Linked DNA regions of Sus scrofa: region 2 is linked to region 1. A link is a contact called in public HiChIP or PLAC-seq data. All regions are on one chromosome and are shown on one strand. Each heading gives the region's core, a stretch centred on a gene start, on an enhancer-like site or on the middle of the called end of the contact. The rest is flanking DNA. Distances are from core to core; before and after follow the strand shown.

Region 1 (4,338 bases), core at 1,724-4,223:
AGGGAGAAACAGTGGACTTGAGACATCTTAGAACCATGCTGTCTGATCAGGAGCCACTACATGGGGACACTGAGCCCTTGCAATGTGGCCATCTGGGGTTGGTAGTTGCAAATTCTATCATTCGGAGTGGATAAGCAATGAGATCCTGCTGTATAGCACGGAGAACTGTATCTAATCACTTGTGATGGAACATGATGGAGGATAATGTGAGAAAAGAATGTATGTTTATGTATAACTGGGTCACTTTGCTGTATCGTAGAAATTGACAGAACAATGTAAATCAACTGTAAAAAAAAAAGAAATGTGGCTTGTTTGTGGCTTGTTTGAGATGGGGTCTAAGTGTAGAACATACACTAGATTTCAGACTTAGCAGGAAAGAAAGGAATGCAAACTATCTCATTAACACTTCATGTTGACTACATGTTGAAATAACATTTTGGGTATATTGGTTTGAGTGGAACATAATATTAAAATTTAGTTCCATCTGTTTTTTAGGTTTTGGAATTTGACTACTAGAGAAGTTAAAATGACAGATGTGGCTCGTGCTATGTTTCTCACAGGCAGCACAGATCTAGAAAATCTTCATGGGGTGGAGGTGGTGTGTACTTAGGTCTTAAGGGGCAAGTAGGATTGAGGAGGGAGAGATGGAGAAGGACACTGTAGATACTATAGACTGAGTGTCTGTGTGTCCCCCAAATGCAAATGTTGAAATCCTAACCCCCAAAGTGAAGGTATTAGGAAGTGGGGGCCTTTGGGGTGATTAGGTCATGAGGGTGGAGCCCTCCTGAGTGGGATTAGTGCCCTGATAAAGGAGGCCCCAGAGAGCTCTCTTGCCCCCTTCCACCATGTGGGGACACAAGCCATTAATGAACCAGGATTGGGACTTTCACCAGACCGTGAGACACCTTGCACCGTGATCTTGGACTTCCCAGCCTTCAGAACTGTGAGAACTAAATTTTTGTTGTTTATAAGCCACCCGGTCTATGGGATGTTATTGCAGTAGCCTGAATGGGCTGAGACCCCAGGTGTAGGGAGGAGTCAAGGCAAAGCCTGGAGGAGAAAGGTAGGGACATGGAGGCCCAGGGTCCAGGCAGGGTGCATGTCCAGGAGGGCAGTGGTTCACGGGAGCTGAAGCCAGAGCCACAGAGCTTCCTGACGCCTTGCCAAGGACTAAGGACTCCATGGTGAAGGCCATGGGGCAGCCAGTGCCTTGGCAGCCATGTGCTTCCCCTCCCCCATTCATCTTGACACCCCCGCACCCCCCACCTGTGAGCAGAGTCACTGGCTGCCCAGACACTTAGGGGCTGGAGGTATTGAGCTCAGGTGTAGGTATGAACTCCAGGGATGGGTCTGTCTGGGAAGGACCATGGGAAGGAGCAGCAGCTACCATTCGTCAGCTGCTAGCTTTCAGAGGTGGCGGCCAAGCATGTACTTATCCCCATAACAAGGCTATGAGGACAGGACTATTATTGTCTCTCTCTCTTTTTTATTTTTTTATTTTTTTATTTTTTATTTTTATTTTTTTTTAAATTTTCCCACTGTACAGCAATTGGGTCAGGTTATCCTTACGTGTATACATTACAGTTACATTTTTTTCCCCCACCCTTTCTTCTATTGCAACATGAGTATCTAGACAAAGTTCTCAATGCTATTCAGCAGGATCTCCTTGCTCTCTCTTTTTTTTTTTTAATTAAAAAATATTTTAGGGCCACACCTGCAGCATGTGGAAGTTCCCAGGCTAGGGGTTGAATCAGAGCTACAGTTGCTGGTCTATGCCACAGCCACAGTAACGCCAGATCTGAGCCTCATCTGTAACCTATACCACCGCTCACGGCAACACCAGATCCTTAACCCACTGAGCGAGGCCAGGAATTGAACCCGCATCCTCATGGATACTAGTCGGGTTCTTAAGCCACTGAGCCACAGTGGGAACTCCTGTCTCTCTCTCTCTCTCTCTTTTTTTAATGAGTAAATTGAGGCCTAGGGACATTAAGTGACATGCTAAGTTATACATGTTTATTAGTTTCTAGGGCTGCTGTAAAAAAAAAAAAAATTACCCCAAACAGAGTGGCTTAAACAACAGAAATGAATTATCTCATAGTTCTGGAGGAAGAAGTCCAAGAGTGAGAGGTCAGCAGGGCTGGTCCCTCCTGAGGGCTGTCAGGGAGCATCTGTTCCAGGAGCTCTGGTGGGTGCCTGGCCATCCTTGGCATCCTTTGGCCTCTGCCAACATCTTCGCCTGTTGCTCTCCCTTTGTGAGTGTGTGTGTCCATGTCCAAATTTCCTCTTTTCACAAGGACACCAGTCATTGCATTAAGCCTGACCTCATCTGCTATGAGCCTATTTAAAGGTCACGCCCTGAGGTACTGCGGGTCAGCACTTCAGCATAAGGATTTGAACGGGGACACAACCCATCACATCTAATAAGTGTATGGGACTTATTCGATGGGACTCAAATGCTGTTTCTGCCACTTGCTGAGCTCTGACGGCCATCCCTCCCCCCACCCACTCTGCCCCCTACCAGGAAGGCCACATCCGGTGCCGCCAGCACGAATGTGCCAGCCTATGCCCGTACCCTGCCCGGCCCCTCCCGGGCACCTGCTGCCCCGTGTGTGATGGTGAGTCAGGGGGTGGGGCCTGGAGGGGCTCGGAAAGCCTCCCACGAAGGCCAGCACATGGGGTGGTAGGGGGCCCTGAAGAGGGGTTAAAGCACCCTCTTCCCAACAGGCTGCTTCCTAAACGGGCAGGAGTACCGCAGCGGGGAGCCCGTGGGCTCTGGGGACCCCTGCTCGCACTGCCGTTGTGCCGTGAGTGTGGCTGCCTGCCTGGCAGGGAGGGCCCGGCTTCTGGGCCTGCCTCTCCTGTGCTGACCAGGTCCTGTTGGCAGAACGGGAGTGTCCAGTGTGAGCCTCTGCCCTGCCCAGCCACGCCCTGCAGATACCCAGGCAGGATCCCTGGGAAGTGCTGCCCAGTCTGTGATGGTGAGTCAGGGGCTCGCATCACCAGGGAGGAGGGGCAGACACTGGCCCAAGAGAGGTTCCAGGTCTGCGGGGAGGGAGTTGCTTCCACTGTTCCTCCAGGAAGCCCCCTTGAACTAAAGTACCGGGGAAACTATTTCTAAACCTCCGCACGGTCACCCCAGGTGAGGGTGAGGGATGGGTCCTCACCTTGCCTCATGGCACACAGGGCACTGTGGCCAGCCCTTGCTCCGGGGGGTCGGGGAGGCCGGCCGAGTGGAAGACACACACGGTGACTGTCCTTTGTCGGGGTTGGGGGTGGATGCCTCGGGTGCCATGAGGCTTCCCCGTCGGCCTCCAGCCCTGTCCCCCAGTCCCTCTGTCATCCTGTCCAGGCTGTGAGTACCAGGGACACCAGTATCAGAGCCAGGAGACCTTCAGACTCCAAGAGAGTGGCCGATGTGTCCACTGCACCTGTCAGGTAGGCAGACTCACCGTCTCATGGCCCAGACCTGTCTCGTCCCTGGAGGGCCTCTCACCCAGCCTCCCTCCTAGGCCGGCGAGGTCTCCTGTGAGGAGCGGGAGTGCCCAGTGGCCCCCTGTGCCCTGCCTGACTCTGGCCCTCAGCTCTGCCCAGGTGTGTGTGTTGGAGGGGGGGCCATCAGGAAAGGGTGCTGTGTCCGGGGGCTAGAGATGGAGGAGTTCTCCTTCACAGCGGGGGCAGGGGGCTGCTGGGGAGTCCACCGGCCATTCCCGAGTGTGTTCAGAGGCTGCCATGGGGGTGGCAAAGCCAGGGAGGGGCCTGGGAAGGGTGCTGTGGTGTGCGAAGGACAGGGATGGGTGGACGTGTCTGGGTTGCCATGGTGACAGCCTCTCCTTGCGTAGCCTGCGTGCTTGATGGCGAGGAGTTTGCCGAGGGGGTCCAGTGGGAGCCTGATGGTCAGCCCTGCATGGCCTGCTCCTGTCAGGCTGGGGTGCCCATGTGCAGGGCTTTGCTCTGCTCCCCAGCCCCCTGCCAGCACCCTACCCGGCCCCTTGGTGAGTACCCCGTCCTGATCTAGCTTTCTTCCCCTGCTCTGCCCAGCCCACCCTGACTGGCTGGGCTCTGATCCACTTGCCCCACCCAGGCGCCTGCTGCCCCAGCTGTGAGAGCTGCACCTACCATGGCCAAGTATATGCCAATGGGCAGAACTTCACAGATGCAGATAGTCCTTGCCACGCGTGCCGCTGCGAGGTACCACCCCGGGGCTTGCCGCTGCCCTGCTGAGCCCCTCCTCCCGGGACCCACCCCCATTGCCCTTTTACCCGCTCCCAGGATGGGACCGTCACGTGCTCCTTGGTCAACTGCCCTCCCACAACCTGTGCCAGGCCCCAGAGAGGA
Region 2 (4,465 bases), core at 770-3,269, 310 kb after region 1:
GAGGTGGGGGAACAGGGGCGGGGAACACCTCTGCACTGCGGGCGGCTGCTGCCCTCTGGTGGGCATAGTGAGGCAGTTTCCTTTTGTTTTTTAAAGACGCTTTCTGGCCAAAGTATTTCTTTTCCAACTTCACATTGTAGAGGGTCCAAGTTCCCGTAGTGGCTCAGTGGTACAAACTGCCTAGTATCCATGAGGATGCAGGTTCGATTCCTGGCCTCACTCAGTGGGTTAAGGATTCTGCGTTGCCGTGAACTGTGGTGTAGGTTGAAGTCGAGTTTTGGATCCTGTATTCTTGGTGGCTACAGCTGTATTTCTGCCCCTAGCCTGGCAACTTCCATATGTTGCTGGTGCAGCCCTAAAACAAAACCTAAAACCCACAAAACCACTGTAGGCCGGAGATCCCAAAGGGATGTTGGAAGAGCTTTCTCGGGATTCTTCCCCACTGCATCCCCCCAAACTCAACAGCCAGGGCTGGGAAGGCCTCCCCATAGCTAAAGGCCCTGAAGCTTGTAATTTAGACTCTGTGTAGGGAATTTTGATTTTGATTTTTAAGATGGTAAGGGGGCAGGAGAGGAGGAGAAAGAAGGGAGAGGAAGCACGAATCAACCTTATTCAAATGACACACATTTTCTTAACCCATGGCCTTAAAAATCTATTTTGTATTTCAATACTTCCTCTGCTGAGTTATGTGTTTAAAGATAACTGTGCTTTCCAAGTATTATGTTTTAAGCATGTAATACTTGGAGCTAGGGTTTCATATATCTGATGTTTACCATTCTCCCTTCCCCCTGTCACTATTAACCAGTCATCCATCTATCCAAAATATATTGAAAGTAGATGGGGTTTGGGAGTTCCCTGGTGGCTTAGTGGTTAAGGATCTGGTATTGTCAGTGCTGTGGCTTGGGTCAGTGCTCTGGCATGGGTTTGATCCCTGGCCCAGGAACTCTGTATGCTGTGTCTGTGGCAAAAAAAAAAAAAAAAAAAAAAAAAGCGATTAGATTTGAGGAGAAAGGGAAACACTTTCCACTGTATCTTTTGTACATTCAAAATTTTCTACCTAGGATGTGCTCAGGTTATACTGTTTAAAAAAATGCACTGGGTACTTTTGTTCTGTGCAAATATTCTGCAGAGTGCTGCAGTTTCGCACACACAGGTCAGTGCCTGGACCAGTGGGATGGCACACACTGTGTGTGCCAGGATCCAGAGCACTCAGACCTCCTGGTCAGTGAGATTCCTCAGCCTTGGGCCTGTCTGATAAGCTCACCTGAGGAAAGATTTCCTATCTCTGGGAGGATCTGTGTTCTAGGTCTGTGTGTATAAGCTGGATGTCTAGTTTGTTCTGGGTGCATTCTCATGTGACCTTGCATGGTTCGGGCTATTATTTATTTGTAAAATTTTTTTGGGGGGGGATTAATGTCTGTCTACCCCTACTACACTGTATTCTCCATAAGACCAAGAGCCCTGTCTTTTTTTAGCTCACCAGTTTTATCCCTAGTGCTTGGCATATAGTAGGAGCTAAGTAACTTTTTTTGAAAGAATGATCGTGTATGATCTGTGCCTGTATATACTTTAGTAACTATAATTTGTCTGTGACTTGTTAAAGGCATGGTTAGAGTTATCTGCTATAGTGTGACAGATGTCTCATAGTCTCTGAGAACGTGAGAAGTGTCAGAATGAAGTATGTGACATACTTGTGTTTATATTGTGTGTTTTATGCATGTAATCTGGGAGTCTGTGGTGGCACTTCAAAAAAAATTTATTAAACATCTATTATATGTTATATCCTGGGTTAAGCCCAGAGCAAAAATAACTTCTCTTGCCTGCCTGGCTGAGTTTGGTATAGATCTCCAGAAGGTGAGATTTTAAGCAGGGTAGAAACTAGCGACGCCAAATTTCCCTACAGAGACAGGGGGCGGTACTTGGACCAGGGGTGGAGCCCCACTCGAGGAGCTCCGCCCCTGGGCGGTACGATTTTTTTCCTTCCGGGCTGTTTTTTTCCCCTTCCACCCTGTTTTCCTCCGGACGCTTTTGAGCGACGAGCACTTCCGGGGTTTCCCGGCAACTTGGCGTGGTCGGCTCACCAAAGTCAGTTCCTGGACTCACGTGCGTCAACTAGGTTTGCTTGAGGCCCTGCCCGTCTCCGTTTCTCTGCCTCATGGCGGGGCTGACCCTGTTTGTGGGCCGCCTCCCACCCTCGGCCCGAAGCGAGCAGCTAGAGGAGCTGTTCAGTCAGGTGGGGCCGGTGAAGCAGTGCTTCGTGGTGACTGAGAAAGGTAGGGGGCGGGGCGATCGGGGACAGGGTTGGGGTTCCTGGGAGCCGGATGGGGGCGAGAACACCCTCCCAAACTTCATAATACTTTATTCTCCCCTCAGTGAAAGGACTTGGAGGTTAAATTTCTTTTCCAAACTGACTCTGCTCTGGATGAATCCATAGAGACCGTTTCTGAAACTCCAGTCAGTCCCTTGAGTTTGTGTACCTCTTTCCTTTATTATGTGCGCTCACATATAAGATTCTGTTTCATAGTAAACATAAGTAATTTTTAATCAAACATCAGTAAAACTTATTGAGAATCGATTGATTGCCAGGTGCCGTGCGTTCCATCAATCTAATTGGGTGGGACCTTAACCCTGTTACACAGGAGAGGAATCTAGGGCTTCGGAGAATTTAGGAACGTTAGCTTCAGTTTGTAGAGCTAGCAAGTAGCAGATTCAGAATTTGATCACCAGACTCAGAGCTCTTAACCAATATGTTATTCATACACCCGGCTATTTATTTCCTCAGTATTTATTGAATGCTTGCTCTGTCACTGGCACTATTGTAGGGCCTGGGAATACAGCAGTGCACAGACCCAATCCAGAAATCTGGCTCTTGTCTTCAAGATGGGGAAGACAGCCAATAAATAAGCAAAACATATAGTGATAATGGTGATAAACGTTGAGGAGAAAAATAATGAAAAATAAAAATAATTTTAAAATAAGAAAATTAGGGAGTGAGTGTCTGAATGTATGTGTGGTGTTGGTGGGGAAACTGTAGAGAGAGGGGTCGGGGAGTCCCCAGGGAAGGCCTTAGGGATTTGAGAGGGTGAACACTTATTTCTCAGCCAGAGGAGCAGCCTAGCGCAAGGATACTGAAGAGGAGTGTGAATAGTATATTGGAGGCACAGCGAGGAGACCTGGGTGACTGGAGTACAGTGAGTGAAAGAAGAGAATTACCAGATGAGATCTTGGACTTTGGCTTTGGCTCTGAGATAGGAAACTACTGGTTTTGAGCATGGAGCAGTAAACATCATCTGACTTCCCATTTTGGAAGATTCTCTCAGGCTGCTGTGTTGAGACTTGGACAGAAGCAGGGAGACCAGTTAGGCTCATGTGGTGATCATGGTGTTGGACCAGATGTTGTAGCATTGAAGGTGGTAAAAAAGTGATTAGAATATGGATGTTTTTGAAAGTAGAGGAGTCTCTTTCGTGGCTCAGCAGAAGCGAATCTGACTAGTATCCACGAGGATGCAGCTTCAATCCTGGCCTTGCTCAGTGGGTTAAGGATCTGGCGTTGCCATGACCTGTGGTGCAGATGTGGCTCGAATCTGGCATTGCTGTGGCTGTGGCATAGGCCAGCGGCTACAGCTCTGATTCGACCCCTGGCCTGGGAACCTCCATATGCCAAGGGTGCTGCCCTAAAAAAAAAAAAAGAAAAAAAGTAGAGCTAAAGAATTTGCTGATGGATCAAATGTGGGGTATGAGAAAAAGCAGTGTCAAGGAGTCAAGTTCACGTCTAACTTCAAACATTTTGGCTTGAGCTGCTAGAGATATGTACTGACTTTTGGAATGGTCCTGTATAATTCACATTCTTTTTGATGCTCATGGCATCAGTGTGAAGGAGGGTTAGCATGTTAGAATGAGGGAGAATTGTAAGGGTTTTAATTGTAGAAGTATTCCTTCCTCTTATCTAGACTGTGTCAGGGGACCATTTGAAATAGGCACCCGATGTTGCCCAGAACATACATTTAGCTTCCTTCCAAGTCATCAGGATGTCTTTGTAGATGGCTGCCACTTTGCTTTTCAGGAGAACTGGTGGAAAGTAATATCGTGTGTACCATCTCCCCACACCCGCCTGGTACCTGAGTATGTGAGTAGGCAGGCTAACAGTGTGCTAATAACCAAGCCATCCTTATCCTCTAGTTTGTTAGTAACAGACGTTAAAGTTAGGATTGTGAACAAGGCTCTGATTGCTCTACAAACCACAGCCGCTGCCTGGTTCTTTGTTATTTTAAGTATAGATATGGGTGAGTGAGAGAATGAGAGTGCTATACAGAAATGTTTCTGGAGTTCCCTCTGTGGCTCAGTGGGTTAAGAACCCAACATACTGTCTGTGAGGATTCCGGTTCGATCCCTGGCCTTGCTGAGTGGACTAAGGATCTGGCATTGACGCATGCTGCAGTGTAGGTCGCAGGTGCACCCTAGAGCC

The links. HiChIP or PLAC-seq counts read pairs in DNA pulled down with a chosen protein or histone mark.
Region 2: an H3K27ac HiChIP or PLAC-seq map of alveolar macrophages shows a contact between it and region 1. The contact joins the promoter of RBM28 here to the enhancer-like site in region 1. A contact is called at or near these places in 6 of 47 Hi-C or Micro-C datasets (alveolar macrophages, embryonic fibroblasts, heart right ventricle and 2 more) and 1 of 2 datasets of contacts at active chromatin or transcription factors (alveolar macrophages).

Annotation. Positions count from the first base shown.
Region 1 is chr18:19,721,753-19,726,090 of Sscrofa11.1, forward strand. It overlaps KCP (kielin/chordin-like protein), which reads left to right. Exons shown (of 43, transcript XM_013990798.1): 12 at 2,525-2,618; 13 at 2,728-2,807; 14 at 2,888-2,981; 15 at 3,353-3,438; 16 at 3,513-3,594; 17 at 3,843-3,995; 18 at 4,085-4,191; 19 at 4,273-4,338. Among named protein-coding and RNA genes, the nearest start is that of IRF5, 33 kb to the left of the region's middle. Within about 2 kb of position 2,974, at least 2 of the 83 cell types and tissues checked have an H3K27ac peak or open chromatin away from gene starts, as enhancers often do. A contact at or near this core is called in alveolar macrophages, where this site is marked.
Region 2 is chr18:20,032,286-20,036,750 of Sscrofa11.1, forward strand. It overlaps RBM28 (RNA-binding protein 28), which reads left to right and starts at 2,020. Exons shown (of 19, transcript XM_021078708.1): 1 at 2,020-2,273. The coding sequence starts at 2,156.